2 separate regions of the Mus musculus genome follow, and region 1 is linked to region 2. The links are chromatin contacts, called in public promoter capture Hi-C maps. All regions are on one chromosome and are shown on one strand. Each heading gives the region's core, a stretch centred on a gene start, on an enhancer-like site or on the middle of the called end of the contact. The rest is flanking DNA. Distances are from core to core; before and after follow the strand shown. Region 1 has its middle 15 kb from the start of 2810408I11Rik. Region 2 holds the start of Mdh1b (malate dehydrogenase 1B, NAD (soluble)).

The links. Promoter capture Hi-C pulls out the DNA fragments that hold promoters and counts their contacts.
Region 1: a contact with region 2 is called in a promoter capture Hi-C map of second pharyngeal arch cranial neural crest, with 6 times the contacts expected there. The contact joins the enhancer-like site here to the promoter of Mdh1b in region 2. A contact is called at or near these places in 13 of 39 promoter capture datasets (the 3T3-L1 cell line, 3T3-L1-derived adipocytes, the C10 cell line and 9 more), 6 of 484 Hi-C or Micro-C datasets (CD8 T cells, Th1 cells, bone marrow-derived macrophages and 3 more), 6 of 115 datasets of contacts at active chromatin or transcription factors (bone marrow-derived macrophages, embryonic forebrain, embryonic stem cells and 2 more) and 1 of 9 other capture datasets (macrophages).

The regions. Positions count from the first base shown.
Region 1 is chr1:64,672,703-64,678,559 of GRCm38.p6, forward strand. No RefSeq gene overlaps it. Among named protein-coding and RNA genes, the nearest start is that of 2810408I11Rik, 15 kb to the right of the region's middle. Within about 2 kb of position 3,554, at least 12 of the 459 cell types and tissues checked have an H3K27ac peak or open chromatin away from gene starts, as enhancers often do. A contact at or near this core is called in second pharyngeal arch cranial neural crest, where this site is marked.
Region 2 is chr1:63,726,881-63,732,845 of GRCm38.p6, forward strand. It overlaps Mdh1b (malate dehydrogenase 1B, NAD (soluble)), which reads right to left and starts at 3,438. Exons shown (of 11, transcript NM_029696.4): 1 at 3,391-3,438. The coding sequence starts at 3,412. It overlaps Fastkd2 (FAST kinase domains 2), which reads left to right and starts at 3,745. Exons shown (of 12, transcript NM_172422.3): 1 at 3,745-3,811; 2 at 4,520-5,341. The coding sequence starts at 4,607.

The DNA of each region.
Region 1 (5,857 bases), core at 2,304-4,803, 950 kb after region 2:
AGGACAGCAATGACTTCAGAAAACACAAATGACAATAGCGTATTGTACGAGGGAAGTTCTTTCTAAAGAAACAAAAGTGGTAATCGTGTGGATATCACTGGCGAATGAAACACTGCTCTGGAGGGAAACATTCACATACGGCACCAGGCCGGGCTGGCACCATCTCCAAAGTTTTAATACACTTGTCAAAAGTAAGGCAGTGAGTGTGTGTGTGTGTGTGTGTGTGTGTGTGTCTGTGAAAAACGTAATTTGAGAAAACCAGAAATCCCTGCAACTTAAAACCTAAGTAATTCCCCAAACAATATCAATGGTGAGGAGAAACCACAAGCTGGATCTCACTTTGCACATAGTTTTTCTTGAGCTTTCAGTTTGCCTGTCACCTGAGCTTTCAAAATACTGGCCTAAACAAACCAGTAGAGAATATAAGAAACCACAAAGATGGGTCCTGACCTCATGTCTTCCAGCCTGAGAAAAACCCATGAAAAGTAGGGTTTGCTACAACCAAGAATGCCTGCCATCCAAGACTAGTTCCTTACTGATAGGAGCTTCCCCTGTCTCCTTTGGTTCCCTTTCTGAGCCTAGTAGGATGGAAGTTGTCAGAGGAGCAAGGAGAGAATGTCCGATTCTAGACCTAACAGGCACAGGGTATCTGTGGTGCTTCGTAGTCCCTGGATTTTGCCAGTGTGTGTTCTTGTCCTAGGCAGTCTTTCTGTACTTTTTGAAGCTACAGATACTTCCTGGATAGTAACCTGGGTGGTAAGAGTATGGGGTTGGAAATCTATATAAACCTAGGTACTGAATCCCAGCTCTAAGCTCTGTCCAAGTGGCACTTTATAAAACTTGCAAAGGATGTCTATTGGTTGGTCTTCAAAAGATGACATGCTGATTTAATTTGGTCATTACAGTACTGCTATGTCAAGTCTTTCCCTCTTCTGAGAAATGAACTACATCAAACACATCAGTGCATAGAGCACAACAAAATCTCGAAGGGTGCAGCAAGTGTAGAGCAGCCATTTACCAGCGCTGAGCTGGAAGCCAAACTGCCCAAGTTTACACACACTCACTCTATTCCTGACAGCTGTGGGATCGTGGTTTCCTTATACCTAAATGAGGCTTGTGGGGGCACTGTTTTGTGGAGGAATTATGGGAAGTGAGTGAATTTATATAAAAACAGACTAAGAATTTGAAACACATAATTCTCAGCAAAAATCTTAGCATCCCGATGGCTACAGTGCACGTTAGCCATTTTACCTGTCTCACAAATCTGTTGGGTGTGGCCGGGAAGGCAGGGCTACCTCTATGTAAATGCTGGGGGCTCCACAGCCACAAAAGCATCTCTTGCTGGAGGACCTAATTGAGGACTGCCTGAGAGACCAAGGATTGCTAGTACAAATAATGCCAGCCAATCAGGAACTGCTATTTAGAAGAGGTGCTTTCTGGGACCAATGGGGGCACGGGGGCGGGTATCAAAGGAGTTTGCAGCAGTGAGCTTGCTGGCATTGCTAGGAGTCTGAGTCATTGATTCTGTGCCACCTCATCTCCAACCCCCAAGGGCAGGTAGGGCAGGGCAGCACCCACGGCACAGGCAACAGTAGGGAAGCTTCCAGTCATTAAAAAAAAAAAAATCATAGAAGTTATTGCCATTACTCTTGGGTGCCCATCAGAACTTGATGGTAAGACCCTATTTCTGAAGACACAATACACTTTGGTCACAAGTCGTGGAGAAATCAAGTTGGTACTGGCTAGCTTTCACAGTATTGGAAGATGCTATGTACGCTCCTGGAGTGAAAGTGGTCAACAGTCTACCCTGACTTTGAAGCCTGTGCGCTATAATAAGGATTACAAGGCAAGAATGCCCATGTATGCAACAGTGGCATGAATGTTATGATGATAACCAATGACTTTCTGATTGAATTTCAGGCCCACTCCACAGGAGGATATTCACACCGGATACTGTAAATCTTGCCAAGGATCTCTGGTTGGGGAGCTCACAGGCACAGGGTTGGGGAGTGGAGTGGGGGCGGGCGGTGAACTTACTATTATTGTTTTGCTAAACAGACATACTATCAAACAGACCTCTAAATGCTTATCTTTCCATAGTTTGGCGCTGCAGTGAGATCTCATCAGATGAATTTCTTTGTACAGTGGATGGAGATTAATGAAGAAATTCCAAGTACAGATAAGTGTCTGGAGGTTGCTCAGTCATAAAAGGGATAACTATGTCACCATTACCCACAAGGCTCAGGCACCACAGTGGAAGAGAGGAGAGAAAGATTATAGGAAGAAGAGGTTTGAATGCATCAGAATGAAACAGTATCTTCTGTACACAACAGGACCACTGACGGAGCTCACTAACTTACAGCAACCAGGTTTGCCTGTACAAGATCTCTATCCACATTCTAGCACAGAGCTGGGAGGGGTGCATGAGCCCCTCCCCCCTCCCCCCCCCAATGAGGAGCTACTGACAGCCAATAACTTCTAGGGACAGAGGAGATGGTTTTCTTTAAGGGTGTGGCTCCTGATAGGTGAATCCCACTCCAGGTGGAAGCCTCAGACCCATGAATATATAGGCAGCACAAGCTGGATTTGGACGATGAGAGAGAGAGAGAGAGAGAGAGAGAGAGAGAGAGAGAGAGAGAGAGCGCGAGAGAGCTGGAGGGGATAAGGATGGATCCTGAAGGAGGTGGGTTGGATCCTGGCGATGTTAGGGGAAGGAGTTATAGATGAGTATGATGAAAATATAGCCTTGTATAAAATCCTCAAATAATAAAAATACACTTTAAAACATACTCAGGTACTAAGAGTTAGATAATATTTTAGTAATTATTCTTGCTACAATTATCAGTATTTACTATGCTGGATAGGCACTGGCAATATAGCTCTGTGTCAGAGCATGTGGTTTGCATGCAGTGGTCCTGTTGTGTACAGAAGATACTGTTCCACATCACTATCCCCAAACAGAAAAAAGGGAACCAAAATGTTCCAGACAGTGCTACAGTATATGACAGACTTCTGCATTTCTCATTGATTTAATATTAATACTTAGATGCTACTAAGAGTTGGCTAAAACAGGATTTTCATATGGCTGACAAAAACTTGGACTGAGGCGAATTACAATAGCACAACTAACGAAGATACAACGTTGATTATTAGCCTTTTAAGAAATGTCTTACTTTACAACTTCCCATCCAGTTGAAATACAGAGTATCTGATTTTTCACTGTTTTGTCATCTGAGACAGTTAAAGATATTTTTGTTTCCTACAAGTGTTGGGTCAGTTGCTTGGTATACAGCTAAATTGAATGCTGGTATTTTGGAACAGTATCTGTTGACATGAATATATTTGGCACCACTGGGAATTTAAGATGACAGAGAAGAGGGTGCCATGATTCTTCACTTTCTACATGACACTGTTACTAGGGAAAAGTATTGCTAAAATATTTTATAAATGTTTCCATTTCCATGCTGAACATGTGGGTATGTCAGTGTTTGGTTAGTAACGGCAGAGGTTAAACTACAGGCTTACAGCCATCCTTAATAAGGCACGTAGGGATGAATCAAGACAAGGAACATGAGAATCTGGTAAGATACTCAGCGAGCTGTGTAGTGTCTGATTTTGACATAACTCTGTAGGGCACAAAAATAAAACAAAAAAACGAAAACAAAAAAACTCTTTCTTCACTTCATCCCCAGGGACATATCTGAATATTATACCCAATCTAGAATATAATGATTTACATTTGCAAGCTTATTTTTGCTTTTGCTCAAATATTCTAGTTTAGAAATTTCCCTGCTGGCTCATTTAAACTAAAACTGTAAAAATCTGGAAACTGCTTGATCTGGGAAGAACATCTGTGGCTCTGAGTCCTTCGGGGCAGCAATTTGTTTTTCTAAGAAGTAATATGATGAGGCCCTCTGTGGTGAATAACCAGACTTTGTCACCTTGCCTCGGTTTCATGTTTTCATTGGGTCTTTCAGAGGTCAGGAGAGGCCCTGGCCATTTCCATACTAATAAAAACCCAGGCAGGAGAAAAGCAAAACAGGGTTATAAAATTTGTGGTGTGTTTTAAAGGTATACAACAATTCCAACACACATTCAGTTCAATGTGTTTCTCAGGTGATTAAGGGTATTTATTAAAAGGTATAGTTAAAATATACATTCATAATACATATATACATGTACATATGTGTGCATGTGTATACATACACATATATGAATGAACTGGTTATAGGTCACAGCAGATGAGGCCTAATAATGATGCAGAGTTCAAGTTAACAGCTGCTGTCTTCTTTCTAACAACCTGCCTGTGCTTGCTCTTCTCTCATGATAGCCTGGGTGTACTGAGCCCTTTGTGACAGTGAGGCCCAGGTCTGTGATCCTCCTGGGGGTGTTGTTTTATTTACTTGTCTTATTGCTGTGACAAAATACCTAGGGAGAGCAGCTGAAGGTAGGAAGGTTTTACCATGATTCACAGCTCCAGCTACACAATTCATGATTCTGGGAAAGTATGACGCTGGAGCAGGAGGCTGCTGCTGCTCACGTCGGGGAGTAGAAGGCGATTACTGCTGTGCTCTGCTTCCTTTCTTTTCTTATGGAGTCTTGGGCCCCAGCCCATGCAATGGTACCACCCATATTCAAGGGGAGTCTTCCCACCTCAAGCAACCCCTCAAGACTCCTTTAGAGGTTTGTCTCTTCGATGATTCTAGATCTGTCAGGTTGCTGGATGACATTAACCGTCACCAGTGCTCTTAGGGCATTTGCTCAAAGGAATGTCCAGTTTATATGCAGAGGTATTGGGGGCCATGGCTCTGGATCAGCCCAAGAGCCTGGCCTGAACTGTTACTATTATTTTTCCAAGCTACATGCCCTGAGTTTGATCAATTGTCTCACTGAATGAAGTCAAAATCAGGGTATAATTGATAGGCCTTCTGTGGGGTTTGAGGAAGACGAAGGGATTTAGCAGACATAAATAACTATGTACAAATAAGTACCTATACAGCTAAAGGGAGTCACTGGTGAGGGATTGATTTTTCTATAAGAAATCAGTTATCAACTAATGGAGAGATTGCTCAGTTGGTTAAGAGTTTGCTGAACCCAAACACCTGAGTTGTTGGATCCCCTTAAACCACATGATGGAAGGAGAGACCCAACTCCTACTAGGTGCCTTCCGATCTTCACAGCTGTGCATTAGCTCACATGCCTGCCTACCCCATATAATCATATATGAAAAATAATAGAAAAGAAAGAAAACCAAAGAGCCCTTACTTAGCTCCAGAGGGGACTAGAGGCTGACAAAGGAGAATAACTGGTCATAGCTGGTCCAGAGTCACACATCCTCATAAATGGTAGTTCCCAAGCCAGATGGAGCCCTTGTGATTTTGTTCTTCAACCTGACTGATGAGAGACTGTCCAGTTCCCTGGCTGGGTGTGCAGATTGCAGGGAGCTTTCCATCTGCCTTTCCTAAGGCTAAGATGGGGGAGGGGTGTGGGGAGGGGTGAGCCTTAGTGAGCAATGGAACCTTGGCACATGCCAGGTGGTACCACCAAGCTAAACAAGGCCTCAGGGCTGGAAGCCAGGGGGCACAGCCCAGGGAGGACATAAGGGAAAGGGGCCCATCCAGCTGACCTTGAAATGCTGTAAAGAGAACCTACATGAGTTATCTCTATAGAAAACTCACAAAGGGGTCCGAGGCTATATTAAAATGATGGCTTGTTGGTGTGTTTGACTGGGGAGAAAAGTGGCCAAGACATGGTGGAGTAGATAAGAAATTAGGGTTCTAAATTCCAAAAGCCCTTTTCTCTCTGCCCCTCATAGCACTGATATATATTTTCATTAACAAGGTTACAAACTTTGATA
Region 2 (5,965 bases), core at 2,188-4,687:
TCTTATATCCTTGTCATCCATGGTATTAATGTTTATTCACTTATTATCCCACTATAACCTAGCACTCCACATCATTTTCCAGAAGGTGACTAGGGACCACCAGGGGCTTAATACAATGAGTACTTTTTTTTTTAATCCTTTTTTCTTTATCCCTGGTAGCATTTATCATGGTTTCCCATTTCCAGTACAGTAAATTCTGGATGCATCTCTATGGTGGGATACTCTGAAGGCTTCCATTGTACATCTCTGGCTAGCATTTTCTGTACTTTATACGTTTTTGTTCCCTCATCTATTCATTAGATTGTATTGCTCTGCAAGGCACATAATTTCATACCTTATCTGTGTGTATTCCTGGCCAAGCTCCTTGGTTTCAAGGGGCAGTCTGTGTTCCTAGCTCAGGTACGTCTTATCTAGATGCCTATACTTTCCTGTGTTCTATCATCTCTTTCTGAATGTATCACGGACACTCAGCAGGATAAGCTGGATTCTATTCTGAAATGACTAAGGTACTGCCATCTTGTTCGTCTCCACTTTGGGTTTGCTTAAATGATTTGCCCCTTTCCCACAATGATTGTGTCTCTCTTGGCAACCCATTTGAGATTTCCATGGCCTTGACCACAGTCCAGATGTTTTAACCAAAATAACTAAACTAAAATGACTAAAGAAAATATAAGTTAAAAATAATTGTCATGTTATGTCTGAAATAATTAACAATGGCTCTGCCAGCAATGAATGTTTCAAGGGTATGCTGATTCTCATCTAATTTTGATGTAAATCACACTATGGCTTTTGCCTTTAAAAACACCGAACCCCTGCTCTTGGGCACCAAGAGACGTTCAGAGGCAAAATCCCACTCTTGGTCTAGCCATTAATAAAAAGACTGAAAACTTTAATCAGCTTAATCACTGTGGTTGCCAATAACTATCTCATGCGGATCATTTTTATTTTATGTCTTCTACCAAAAAATGTAGGAGATTCTTGCATCTCCTATAGTAGTTAGATTTATCTCCTCACTTAAGAATATTGAGATTAGACAGGTGTAGTGGTGCATAGCTTTAATTCTAGCACTCAGGAGGAAGAGACAGATCCTATGAATTTGGGCCCAGCCTGGTCTACATAGCCAGGTTCAAATCAGCTAGGGGACATAGTGAGACTTTGTTAGAGAGAGAGAGAGAGAGAGAGAGAGAGAGAGAGAGAGAATACTGTGAGATGTAGATTATTAAACATATTCTTCTGATAAAAGTTCTTTAAATGAGTCCAAGTCTACCCAGTTACCCATAAGCTTAGGTGTGTAACTTCTCCTTTATTTCTCATAGTCATTCAGTGAATTACACATCTTCTCCAACATATTTCATCTTTCAGATCATTCCTCAGTCTATTTGCTTTTCTCCCCACAAAGCAGCTCTTTTTGCATGATATAGCTCCAGCCTTCTAACCAGCCTCTTGTTGTATCCATAACTCTCAGGGAAGATACAGATTTAATGGCCTTATCCCTTTATAAATAACCTTCTAGGTAGTTTTGCTAAAGTCTCACATACTGAATGTGGCTCAGAAGAATCCGAATCATCTCATTTGTCCTCAGCCTAGGATGCTTACATCCTTTCTTCCCTTACATCCTTTCTTCCAGCCCAGTTAAACTCATTTCAAATGTATGCTTACCAACCACTCTCAATTATCGTCAAATGTGGCCAAGATCTTTAGCAAGACCTAGATACTGGGACCGTGGCTTCATGCTTCCCCAGCAACTGCACCATCAAGGGCAGCTCAGGCTCTTTCAGAAGAGCTAGGGGTTCAAAGATACTACCTGAGTGCTCTGCGTTTCCATTCACAACCATATATGATCTTTATACTCACACTCCAGCTCTACTCCCTATTATCCACAGTAAATTTTTCTGCTTCTTCCCGAGTCTTCTCTGCTTGGTAACTGTAGTTGTTCAGGCATCTATTTAATCACTTTTCCCTCTGGGAAGCCCTTGGCTAGGTAGACCCTATACCACTGTCTTAGGGTTTTACTGCTGTGAACATACACTATGAGCAAGGCAAGTCTTATAAAAACAACACTTAATTGGGGCTGGCTTACAGGTTCAAAGGTTCAGTCCATTATCATCAAGGTGGGAACATGGCAGTATCCAAGCAGACATGGTACAGGCATAGCTGAGAGTTCTACATCTTCATCCAAAGGCTGCTAGTGGAAGACTGACTCCTAGGCAACTAGGGTGAGGATCTTAAGCCCATACCCACAGTGGCACACCTACTCCAATCAGGTCACACCTCCAGATGGTGCCACTCCCTGGCTCAAGAATATACAAACCATCACAACCACTGTTTCCTCCAGAACACTGACCTGTTACTGTTATATACAAAGTGTCCTGAAAGTTTTTACTGTATGTATTCCCACCATCCCGTTTTCTAGTGCTAAAAAAAAAAATATTTATCTGAATGTATAGTGAAGCAAAAGATGTACTTCCAAAGGGATGGTAAATTCCAATTGTGTAATAAAGAAGTGATTGTGGCCAAAATAGTTTGTATAGGAAGGCCAAAGGAGAAGCCAGACTGAGTGGAAGGAAGGATAGAACAGTAGGGAGCTCTTTTAAGATACTTGGTGAAAGAAGTGGGAGTGGGTGGGTGGGGGACTTTTGGGATAGCATTAGAAATGTAAATGAAATAAATACCTAATAAAAAATAATAATAAAAAGGAAAAAAAAGATACTTGGTGAAAGAAGAGGAAGCAGATACAGTCAACAGCCTGTTCCAGTAAGTAGTGGTGTTGCTTCCAGCTGTCAAGATGGTCTACATTAAAAATGTAGACGAATTGACACTTTGACATTATTTTTACCTAAATTCGTTAAATTTTGTTCAAGATTTAGTACAAACTTTTGTTGTTGTTGTTGTTTAAACTAAATATCTAGTTTATATTTTGTAATTCTAACCCAGGCCCTGCGACATTCCCACATCCAGGTCCTCCATTAGACTACAGATCTTCTAGCTCTTTGCCTTTATCTGGAGGTTGGTTTCTTTAATAGCTTAGTTATTTCCTTCTCTCCATCCATTCCTTATGCTCCTTTTCCCGCCAACCCCGCCGAGGCCTGTGCAGTTGTCCATCATTACATTAGTCACAGCAGATCAGAGGAATTCCTTATACGTTTTGTACCCCTTATACGTTTTGTGGGAATTAAAACTGGCCAAGGGCAGAGGTGGGAATTTTCCCCAACGTGTCCCCATTGCTCATCTGACTTTGACACATTGCCACTGTGTATCAAGCGTCTTTAAATGAATGCCTAGAAAGCCTGAGATGATCCTTCTAAAGGATGGGGCTGAAGAACAGAAGCCAGTTAACAAGGCTGACCACCCATGGGAAGAGATCTGTGGGCTTACTAGAGAAGCACTCACCCGCGATCACAAATTTGGCCATGATTTCTAGCAAGACCTAGAAACTGGGACCGTGGCGTCACGGTTTCCTGGCAACCGCGGCGGGTACTAAAACTGGCGCAGGCGCGTTCAAAAGAGGCTGCACCGCCAGGGGCTAAAAGTTCAAAGTCACTATTTGAATGTTTTGAGTTTCCATAAACAACAATAGATGAACTTTATAAGCTCCGTGTTTTCCTAAGGCTCTCGCTTCTATCTTTTCATCAGAGAATAGAAACTATTCTTTCTGGAAGGTTTTCCTCCCTATTTGCACATGGCCTCCGCGGTCGCTGAGAACCGATGCTTTTTGACTTATAAAAGAATCCGTAATACGTCACCAGACGCGCCGCTTGAGGAGGAACTGTCATGGCTGCGCCTATGTGTAGTCACGGGGTTCTGTTCGAAGGTGAGTGGATGGCAAGCAGAAGCGGAATCGCGGGCCGGATCGTACTTGTCTTTTTACCTAGGGGAGAAAAGTTTGGGAAGTGGCCTGGGTCTTAAGTTTAGGGCAGTGCTGGGCGGCCCATTTGCGGAAAGACACCGACTCCGGTTCCGGGATCTTGATGAACCTGGCTGATTGTAGATTCTCAGGCGGGAAGGACATCGCTTTTTTTCTTTAATTCCGTCCCTAACCAAGACCGACCTGTCCGAGTACGTTTTCTTAACAGTTCGCTTTTGGCCAATGCAAGATGATCTGAAGTGTCCATCAATGATACAGTTTTCAGTGAAGGCCTCCAAAGTAGTGTTAACAAAGTTCTCCTTAGCCGATATTGAACACCTACACAAGACATTCTTATCTATCTTTCTGTCTGTCTTATCTATCTTTCTAGCTGTCTATTTCTATCTCTCAGTTTACCTACCTATCTATGCTACTTTATCCACATTTATTGATTGACTGATTGAAACTACTTTATCCACAACTGCTAAAGTGATTGACCTGGGTACTTTTACAAAGATGAAATAAACGTGGAGGAAGCATACCGAGGACATGTTCCATTTTAATATAAAACTCTAGCGGCTCGTCGGTGCCCATGCAAGCCCCTGTTAGATGCATTTCCCTTATTTAAGCAACAGTTTTTAACCATTATTTCTTTTATTTACCTATCCTCTACAGGACAGTCCACAGCATGTGCTCTTTTTTAGAAAGACGGCAACTTGCGTTGCATCTTGGGTATTTGAAAGTGTGCCAATAGATAGCAGAATGAATAGCAAAGCACGTTCCTTGTTATGGACCATCCGACGATTCAGTACGTTACTTCCAAGAAGCAGAGCTTTGAGGATAGATCCATTGGGAACTTGCAGACCAGAGGTTATTCATTCAAAATGGAACCCAAGAAACCATCGGCTAAATGTTTTTGATGAGGGATTGCAACCATCTGTTAGATACCTCTTTCAGGATATATTTATTTCTAAATCAGTAGATGGTTGTATTCAAACTAAAGGCATAAGCCATTCAGCCGTTTTTAAACCTGATAGGCTGCTTTGTCCTAGAAGACTGTCCTTTGATGCAAAACATTCTTTTGTCTCTGATGGGACATCTGATCATGATTTAAAGAAAATAAACTTTCATCATACCTCCAGTGAAGATGTGTTCACCAAGAAAGTAAGACCAACCCCTGTGAATTATAAAAAGCTAGCCCAGGAGTGTAACTCTCTGAGTGATGTGCTGGACACATTTTCAAAAGCACCTACATTTCCTGGTAGTAACTATTTCTTAGCAATGTGGATAATTGCCAAAAGGATATCTGAAGACAAGAGGCGCTTTGAGAGACAGCTGATGTTCAGTCACCCTGCCTTTAACCAGCTGTGTGAGCAGATGATGAGAGAAGCCAAGATTATGCACTATGACCACCTCTTGTTCAGCCTTAATGCTATAGTGAAGCTGGGAATCCCTCAGAACACTCTTATGGTACAGACTTTGCTGAGGACGATTCAGGTAAGTCCAAAGAGACTTAAGTGTGGCTGTACTGCGTTTAACATGGTTTGAAGGAGCTCAGGGGATGTAGGTGTGTATAGCTTCCTTAAAAGACTATCAGCAGAATGTATGTTTTAATGGCTAGGAGATCTTAAGTTAGATCATTTCTTTTGCTTTGGAAATTTGTGAAAACCTGCCCCACCGACCTTCTCTAGGGTTAAGTGGAAATGAAGAGAGATGCAGAGAAAGGTTGAGTAGTTGAAGGGAGAATGGATGGGAGGTAAACTAGCGGATTTTTTGTTTGTTTGTTTTTTTACATAACCTTAATCCTATTAGTAGAATTAAGACTAGGAAACAGATTTAATGGTTAACAGCTAGTGGATTCCTTTATTTATATACTGATTATATATTGGATGTCAACCATGTACAAGGTACCACATTTACCAGTTGTTATAAAAGATGTAACACATATTTTCTTATAATCATGACCCCTACAATCTAAACTGGAAGATGTATTTGTAGGCAGTTACAGGAGTGGTGGCCACATTCCATTAATGACTCATGCTATGTTGAGGGCACTGTGCTGAATACTCAAGAGTGCAGCTATCAAAGCACACATAGATCTCTCAGTGCAATGAGTGAGTG